2 separate regions of the Mus musculus genome follow, and region 1 is linked to region 2. A link is a contact called in public promoter capture Hi-C data. All regions are on one chromosome and are shown on one strand. Each heading gives the region's core, a stretch centred on a gene start, on an enhancer-like site or on the middle of the called end of the contact. The rest is flanking DNA. Distances are from core to core; before and after follow the strand shown.

The links. Capture Hi-C pulls out chosen DNA fragments and counts their contacts.
Region 1: a promoter capture Hi-C map of pancreatic islet shows a contact between it and region 2. The contact joins two enhancer-like sites. A contact is called at or near these places in 1 of 115 datasets of contacts at active chromatin or transcription factors (pancreatic cancer cells) and 3 of 9 other capture datasets (adipose tissue, liver and pancreatic islet).

Annotation. Positions count from the first base shown.
Region 1 is chr10:121,568,025-121,572,363 of GRCm38.p6, reverse strand. It overlaps Tbk1 (TANK-binding kinase 1), which reads left to right. Exons shown (of 21, transcript NM_019786.4): 5 at 340-521; 6 at 1,573-1,733; 7 at 4,225-4,335. Among named protein-coding and RNA genes, the nearest start is that of Tbk1, 17 kb to the left of the region's middle. Within about 2 kb of position 2,818, at least 89 of the 459 cell types and tissues checked have an H3K27ac peak or open chromatin away from gene starts, as enhancers often do. A contact at or near this core is called in pancreatic islet, where this site is marked.
Region 2 is chr10:121,418,924-121,423,251 of GRCm38.p6, reverse strand. The region is part of intron 1 of Rassf3 (Ras association (RalGDS/AF-6) domain family member 3); the gene reads left to right. Among named protein-coding and RNA genes, the nearest start is that of Rassf3, 55 kb to the left of the region's middle. Within about 2 kb of position 2,796, at least 109 of the 459 cell types and tissues checked have an H3K27ac peak or open chromatin away from gene starts, as enhancers often do. A contact at or near this core is called in pancreatic islet, where this site is marked.

The sequences.
Region 1 (4,339 bases), core at 1,569-4,068, 150 kb before region 2:
GATCTTTGTGAGTTCAAGGTCAGCCTGGTCTACAAATGAGTTCCAAGACAGCCAGGGCCTCAAGACTGTGTTCTAATCACCCAATAATTATCAAAGACAGCACACTTCTGTGGGCCATAATTCTTACTAAAACTCCTTGTGGTTGAAACATAAGATTGTTACACACTTGTGCCTGAGGATTGTGAGTGTGAGTATTTGTACGGAGGGAAGAATCTGTTTCTAAGAAGGACTTCAAGCCAACTTGTACAGAAAGTTGAGTTTGAATTTGAATGTGTCCTGTCCATGAGTTTGAGACGCGTATACAAACGGAGGCCCTTTGTTTTGTACCTATTGCTGAAGTGGGCGGGATGAATCATCTCCGAGAGAACGGCATAGTGCACCGAGATATCAAGCCAGGCAACATCATGCGCGTCATAGGGGAGGACGGCCAGTCTGTGTACAAACTCACGGATTTCGGCGCCGCTCGAGAGCTGGAGGACGATGAGCAGTTTGTGTCTCTGTACGGCACAGAAGAGTACCTGGTAAGCCACATGCTATGGCTGCTTTCATGTTAATAACCTGAGAGGCACGTTCTATGTGGAGTTACTGGTCACAAGCCTGTAAGGCATTACATAATTTTTATGACGGAGGTTCTGTTTTCTGTTCCGATGGATATGTTGCGTAATAAGGAACTTCGGAATTGATTTCTAACTACACTGTCACTTTCTATTGGGCAGGCTCAGAGGTTGTCCCAGTTGTGGTGACTCAGGGCTTTGATCCCAGCACTTGAGAGGCAGAAGCAAGAGAATGGGTACAAGTTCAAGGCTAACCAGATCTACATAGATCATTCTGGATCAGCCAGGGCTAAATAGTGAAACTGTCTCAAAACACATCTACAAAAAAGCCAGCAGTAAAAATTCTTGATTGCTTTACAGTTTATACTAGATCAAAGGATTTGTTTTGTTTATTTTTATTTTATGTGCATTGATGTTTTACCTGCCTGCATGTCTCTGTAAAAGTGTCATGAGCCCCTGGAACTCAAGTTTCAGACATTTGTGGACAACCATGTGGGTGCTGGGAATTCAACCTGGGTCTTTTGGGAGAGCAGCCAGTGGTTATAAGCACTGAGCCGCCTCAGCCCCGGTGCAGTGGGCCTGTCTGCATTAGAAGAAGAGGCACCTGAAGACTTTAGAAGCCTCTGGCCAGGAAAGGCCCGTTTGGGCTCAGTACAGTGAGGAGAGAATGCTTGGATGGCATGCAGCAAATTAGGTCATTGCTACAAAGGAGGGTGGGGTCTGTCTAGAGTTCATGAGCTTACATTCTTATTACATGTATGTACTGGGGAGATGCTGGTCCTCTGGTGCCCCTGTAAGAGTCAGGACAGCTCGTGGCAGTCACTGCTCTCCTTTCACCATGTAGGTCCCAGAAATTGAACTCAGGGGTCGCCAGACTTGCTGACTGGCACCTTTACCCACTGAGCCATCTTCCCAGCCCAAATGAGTCTTTTGAAAATGGAAGAGTGAAATTACTAGGAAAACATGATAGGACTTTAACGTTGTTGAGTAAGTCGTCAGCTCCTGCTATTCTCTTCAGCATCCGGACATGTATGAAAGGGCAGTGCTAAGAAAGGACCATCAGAAGAAGTACGGGGCTACCGTTGATCTGTGGAGTGTTGGAGTGACATTCTACCATGCAGCCACGGGGTCGCTGCCGTTTAGACCCTTCGAGGGGCCTCGGAGGAACAAAGAAGTAATGTAAGCACCTCTGCGTCTGCCGTTAGACGGGGTTTCTGATGTGTGTGTGTATCTTGTTTATCCAGATGTGTGAGGAGATGAAATTGATGAAAATTGGCTTTTCTAATACTTTATGCTTCCTGTGAGTATAATTCATGTGTATAAATGTTTTCCTGCATGTGTGTCCGTGTACCCGGTGCCCGAAGAAGCCAAAAGATTGATTGCCTGAAAGTGAAGTCACAGATGCTTGTGACTGTCCTGGTGGTGCTGGGAACTAAACCCAAGTCTGTAAGATGAGGCAGTGCTCTAACTGCTGAGCCATCTCTGCAGCCCCACAGTGTTGTACGCATTTATATGCCTCTGTACTGTTGGAGATATGATCAGTGCACAAAGTCTTGAATAGTAAACAAAAAAATCAAGGAAAAGATAGACTTGTGGAGTGAAGTTTATTGTGATTCATCTGAACACTGTGTGTTAGGGTCTTTGCTGCTGTGACCAAAGGCAGCTTGGGGAGAAAAGGGCTTATTTCATCTATAGCTTGTTCAGGGAAGTCGGGGCAGGAGCTGATGCAGAGGCCATGGAGGAGTGCTGCTTACTGGCTTGCTCCTCCTGGCCTGCTCAGCCTGCTTTCTTAACCATTCAGGACCACCTGCCTAGGGCTGACACCACCCCAGTGGGCTGGGCCCTCCCTTGTTAGTTATTAATTAAGACAGTGCCTTACGGGTTTTCCTGTAGTCGTCTTCGGGGAGGCGTTTTCTCTACTAAGATCTCCTCCTCCTAGATATGTCTAGGTTTGTGTCACGGTGACCAAAACCAGCCAGCACACTGTACTTCATTTTATTTCAAAAGAAACTGACAGCGCAATTGTGCCCCAGCCTCCTGAGTGTGGAATTGTGCGCGTACATTTTAAATCACATACCCAGCTTCCCCGGGGCATGTGATTTAAAGTAATCACAAGTGTAAAACGGAGCCTTTCTGTCATCTCAGAAAACTGAGGAGAACACATTTCTCCTCTAAGATTATCTGAGGAAGCGGATGAAACAAGGTCCTGTGGAGCATTGGCTTTTGCTAAAGCTTGAACATTTGCACGTGTGCTGCTGAACACACGGTGTCTGAACATGGACTGATTGCACTAAGATGGCGCAGTGTCAGCCAGAGCTTGCTTTACAGCTGTGCCCTTTTTATTAAACCTCCTCCTTAGCAAGGCCAAGCCCCCCTTTGTTTCCTCCTTAGATATAAGCTGTGCCCTACAGGCACGCGCTTCTGTTCTCATAGATGCATTTTAAAGCACTGACAACTTAAGCTACTCTAGAATGGATGAGAGCGTGTGTGGCTTGTAAGAAAGAAAACGTGACTCACAAGCCACCTGACTACTCTCTAATCGCTCTGCGCATACGTTAGTGGGATGTCTTTATTTGTACAGACACCTCTGTGCAAGGACTGATAGTAGATGTTCGTGGTGTGGTGTCGTTATCAGTGGCTGTCTGACCGTCCTGGAGCGGTGCACCCCCCTCCTGCCCAGCCACGCTGCTCAGCGTGTGAGCTCAGTGTGCATCCGTCGGCATGGATTAAGGGTCACGTGAGAAGCCTGTAGGGATGAAACTTGTGAAGAATTCGCGCCGCCCAGCAGTGCCATCGCTAATCCTCCTTGCTTGTGTCTCTGTTTACTCCTGTGTAACTTGATCCTGCAAGGATGAGCACACCTTCCTTTCCACCTCAGTTTCTTTTTTTCAAAAAACATCTCTTGAGGCAGAAGCTACAGCCGCCTGCCTCCATGGAGGAAGAATTAGAGTGCAGCAGTTGGGTTTCTGGTCGGCTCTGGTTTGCTCAGAGCGCATTTGTTTAGCTGATGAACTAAAAATGATCAGACAGAAAGAAACCCTGCCTTGGCTGATGTCAGATACTGCTGACTGGTGCCAAATGCATTCATGCAGCTACAGGTATTCTTACGGAAAGACACAGTCTGAGACCCCGAGGCCTGAGGTTCTGGCTCGCCTTGCTTCTGCCCATCCATTCTACACCACACTCACCAGTGTGGATAGTCGTAGAGCATCTTCCTACATCTGTGTGTGCTTTTTGTCTATGTGGAGATTTTTCTGATCCTGAGCTATGTACAGTTTTATCTCCCACTTCTTTAAAACAAAAATAATAATTTGATGGCTCATTTTGCAGTAGCCTTGTGGTCTGCTTGGCTGGATGAGGGGCTTTTATAGTCTAGACAGACTCAGAGGCATAACGGTTTTTATGTTTGCCCCATTTTTTCTGATGGAAAAATAATTTTGTTGTGAACATCAGGCACATTGGGCTCTCAAATGAAAACCAACTGGCGTATAGATAGTATTCGCACACTACTGTCCCACCTCAGTCAGGCAGAACTCATGGATGCCGCAGCCATCGGTCACAGAGGGCTTTAGTCGATGATTGCAGGTGCAAGTGAGGGGAACTTGCAGCCTGTCAATAGGCCGTGCCGTAATGACCTGCCTTACCTTATTCTGCTGTTGTTCCTCCTAAGGTATAAAATAATCACTGGGAAGCCGTCTGGTGCAATATCTGGAGTACAGAAAGCAGAAAACGGACCAATTGACTGGAGTGGAGACATGCCTCTCTCCTGTAGTCTTTCTCAGTAA
Region 2 (4,328 bases), core at 1,547-4,046:
TCAGTTTAGGAGCGTGTACATGCGTGCTTTCAGTCAACTTGGAATCAGTCGTATGAGGCATGCCTATAACCCAAGTACTAGATGTGGAGGCAGGGGGATACCCACAGTCACATGCATAACAAGTCTGCAGCCAGCCTGGGATACAAGAGATCCTATCTCAAAACAAAACAAAAACCTTTTCCCCATTCCCTAGGAAAACAATAATCTTTTGCTTGTTTGGAGACAGGGTTTCTCTTTGTTCTCTATGTGCCATTGTAGACTAGGCTGGCCTCGAACTCACAGAGAATCCACCCACTGCTTTTGGGGGAGGACTTTTTTTTTTTTTTAAACAAAACAAAACAAAACAAAACATGTCAGCCCTGCCCCTGCTTGCTCTGCCTCTGGTGAACTTGGTTTTTGTTTTTGATTTTGTTTTTTTGGTTTTTTTTGTTTTGTTTTGTTTTGTTTTTGTTTTTCAAGGGTGGGGATTGAGACAGGGTCTCTCTCTCTCTATGTAGACCAGGCTGGCCTTGAACACACAGAGATCTGCCTGGCCTTGAACACACAGAGATCTGCCTGGCCTTGAACACACAGAGATCTGCCTGGCACCACTTCAGTGTGTGACCACTTTAGAACTTCAGCAGGAGGAGCCTCTGCAGAGAATGGACCTCTCTAGTTTGGATCCCTGTGTTAAGTTGCTTTTCTTGTGGCTACAACCAGATATGCATGGCCAAAGCAACTGAAGGGTGGAAGGGCGTATTTCCCGCCAAGTCCAAGTGACTGCGGTTGGCATGGGGAGGAACGTGTCATAGCTGGAGTCGCCTGGTCAGTGGTACTCACCAGGAAGCTGAGGTAGGGGGGTAGCAGGGCTTAGCTGGCTTATCTCCAACCCCTTTTTATTCAGTCCAGGACCTCCACTTAGTGGGCTCCTGGTGCCCACATTTGGGGTGGGTCTCTGTTAACCCACTTCGAGCACTGACAAACACACAGTGCACACAGTGTGCCTCGGTCATGTGTTTCTCAACCCAACCAAGCTGACACTTGGAATTAACCACCACAGTCCCATCATACACTGTGTTGCTTCCTCCCTGGAACCAGGTCTGGCCGGAATTTATCACAGTTAGTGCCTGGATTCAGTTCACCTTAATTGGCCCTGAATCCCATCTGCGGCCAGGGCCCGCTGCTCCAGGAAATGGGCCTGTTTTAGGGTGGACAATGCTAGATACTTTCTTCTGTGTAATCGTAAGTCCGGAACTCATTCTGTCTCTATGCAACTGGGACCTGAGACGTCAGGAGGCGGTAGCCTGTTTTCAGAGCTAGAGGTGAGATGAGAAGTGGGAATTCATGATATCAGTCTAGGCTGGACAGAAAGCACTTGTTGGCCTGGTCAGGTTACCTTCAGCTGTTGTAGACTGGACCCCGATCCATTGGCTTCAGAGAGCGGTGCGGTGCCTGAGAGCCAGGAGGAAGGTGGGGGTGCACCACTTAGGTTCTGTCCTTCTGTCCTTCCTCTATCCTTGGACAATCTGGGTTTTTGTGTTGTTGTTGGTTTTGGGTTTGAGTTTTTTCTTCCTCTAACACCCAGGGAAGAAGATCAGTAGCTTGCTTCTCTTTCTTTTTCCTTTTTTAAACTTTAATATTTGTGGGTGTGGTACACTTAAGAATGGACACATGTTTGGAGGGTGGAGGCCTCCCTCCTGTGGATTTTGAGACAGGGTCTCTGTTGGCTGCTGCTGCGAATTGTGAACTAACTGTCTTGCTGTGTTCAGGGACCGTCCTGTCTCTGTCTCTGTCTCCATCTCACTACAGGAGATTGCAGGTGTGTGCTGCTGTGCCCAACTTTCTCTGGGGATTCAAACTCAGGTCTTGATGCTTGCAAGGCAAACAGCTTACCCACCGAGCCATGTCCAGAGACCCTCATTCCACAGAACCCAAGACCTTGGGTGTCTCACACAGCGCTGTACCCATGACCTATATCCCTAGTCCTGCCTTATTATCTTAGAGGACCGTGGTGCCAAGTGAAACAATCAACCGGTATGAGTAGGTGGGGCCAGGGGAGTAAAGCAAGCTTCGCCAGGCTGTCGGCCAGGAGGGGTGGGAAGGCAGCGATCACAACCACCTCTCACAGCTTGAAATCTGGCTTGGCACCAGTGGGCACTAATAAATAATTGTCGAATGATGGCTGGTATTGTGTCCTCTCGTTTGTATAAAGTAGGTATTGTCTTCACACATTTCACAGAGATGAGAAAGCCGGAGCTCAGAGAGGTCCCGTGACTTAGAAGGTGGCAGAGCAGAGCCATGGTTTCAGACCTAAGTATGTGGGACCCATAAGTCAGATTTCTTTACTATGCTAAATCGGAGGTAGTGATGGGCATAGTCATCTCCTTGGGGCCTCCTTTGAAGCTGCTTGTGTTTGCTCTTTATGGTTTGAGCTTTTGGGTTCTTTTGTTTTTGTTGTTGTTGTTGTTGTTGTTTTGTTTTGTTTTTGTTTTTCCAAGATGAGCTTTCTCTGTGTAGCCCTGGCTGTCCTGGAACTTGCTTTGTAAGTCCCAGGCTGACCCCGAACTCACAGATCCACCTGCCTCTGCCTGTGCCACCACAACCCGGCTGTTTGAGCCTTTGTTGTTCAGTGGTTTTGCTTTTAAAATTCTGGTGTAGCTTCAGAGTTAGCCAGGAAAGTATAAGTGACTCCCAGGTCCTCTCAGACTTGTAGGGGGTCCGTCTATCCTTAGAAAGCCTATGAGAAAGAATGCGCCTTGGACGCAGGCTCTCTGTGTCTGTGAGGTAGGTGGGTGTGTCTCTCCTGAGAAAGTTCGCTGTTGAGAAAACAAACAGCCTGGAAGTGGGGCTCCACCCTGGAAGTGAGTCTGACCCAAATTACACTCCTCGGACACGGAGGCTGAAATGCCAGGGGTGGGTTTAGAGTTAGAATTTTGCATAGACGAGCTCTCCTTGTGGCCTCAGACAGAAATGACTTGTACCCTGCCCGACAGATGCTTTGGGGTGTGGTACCAGCCCCTCCCTGGCTGCCAAGGGCAACAGCCATGCATCATTCACAGGCGGCTGCCCCTACCCTTCCCCGCCCTTCCCCTCCTGCCCTGCAGTGAGAATCCTGTTTATAGTCTGCTGTGCCACTGCCTAACCCTGCCTCCAATCTTTGCCATCTTCCTTCCCCACCCCTCTGCTGCCACCCGAGGCGCATCGAGAATGTGCGTGCATTTGGAGGGTTCTCTCCCAGGCTGGCAGACAAGAGTGTCTCGTAAAGGCTTAAGCAGTCTACAAGTTGTCCAAGGTTGTGGTCCTTCTCCAGCTCGGGCGCTATGTGGAGTCTGTCATTCCCCACCCCGCCCCCGCCCCGTCTGTGCGCTCTGTGTCTGCACTATCTGCAGTTGAAGCACCTGTGTTTGCCAGGCTACCCAAGGAACAGGCTCCTTGAGACGGGACAGCTGCAGGGAGCCCTGGGTCTCTTACCCCACCCTCCTCAAGCACTGTATGGTGGGTACATGAGTAGATACCCCACCCCCAGCCCCAACCCCCAGTTTATTATTTTTAAAAACCCAGCTCCGGGCTGTCGCTTTCCTAGGATTTACTGTCCGGTTGATCATTGAATAGCAAAGTGCTCAACCCAGGAGCAGTCCCGTAGGCCCTGAGCTCCAGCCCTCTTGATGCTTTCCAGTCTTGCCTCGGTTTAGTCTCTGAGAAGTAAAGATAGTGATCTATCTGCCTTCCTCCTCTGCCCTCAGGTGTGGGTCATCCTGGGGTCATGGCTCCTTTGATCTTTCTCATAGTGCCAGTGGGCTTCTGGTCCGAGGGGGCCTAAGCCCTGGTCCTTTTCTTTGCTATCCTCTGCCCCCTTCCATTCCTTTCCTTAGGATTCTCGCCCGCGTGACACCCCGGACCTACATGCAATGATGTTTGTGTGCAGCGAGTGGTCTGGGGGCCCTTTGACGTCCTTGATCCCTTACATGGAACCCCGTCCCTCCCGCGTCCTGAGAGAGATCAGCCATCAGATCAGATAATCTCTGCAAACAGCGCTGCGCTCAGATCAGATCAGATCTTTGCAGACAGCGCTGCGCTCAGGTCAGGAGCTCTTCAGAGATGACCTACTCCAGACTGGTCACTTAGCAGGAAGTGAGCAAACAGACTCAGAGGGTGAGCAAGGCCTGAGGCCCAGTGGTAGACCAAAGGACGTCAACAACGGAGCCTGCTGTTGCTGAGATGCTTGCCTAAGAGCCGTTCTGAATTCGGCACGGCATTCCTCCAGCGGCTTCCACGGTGACCATTCCTGGTGTGTTTGTACCATTGCCACACAGTGAACAACTGCTAGCCTGGAGAATATCCATCCAGAC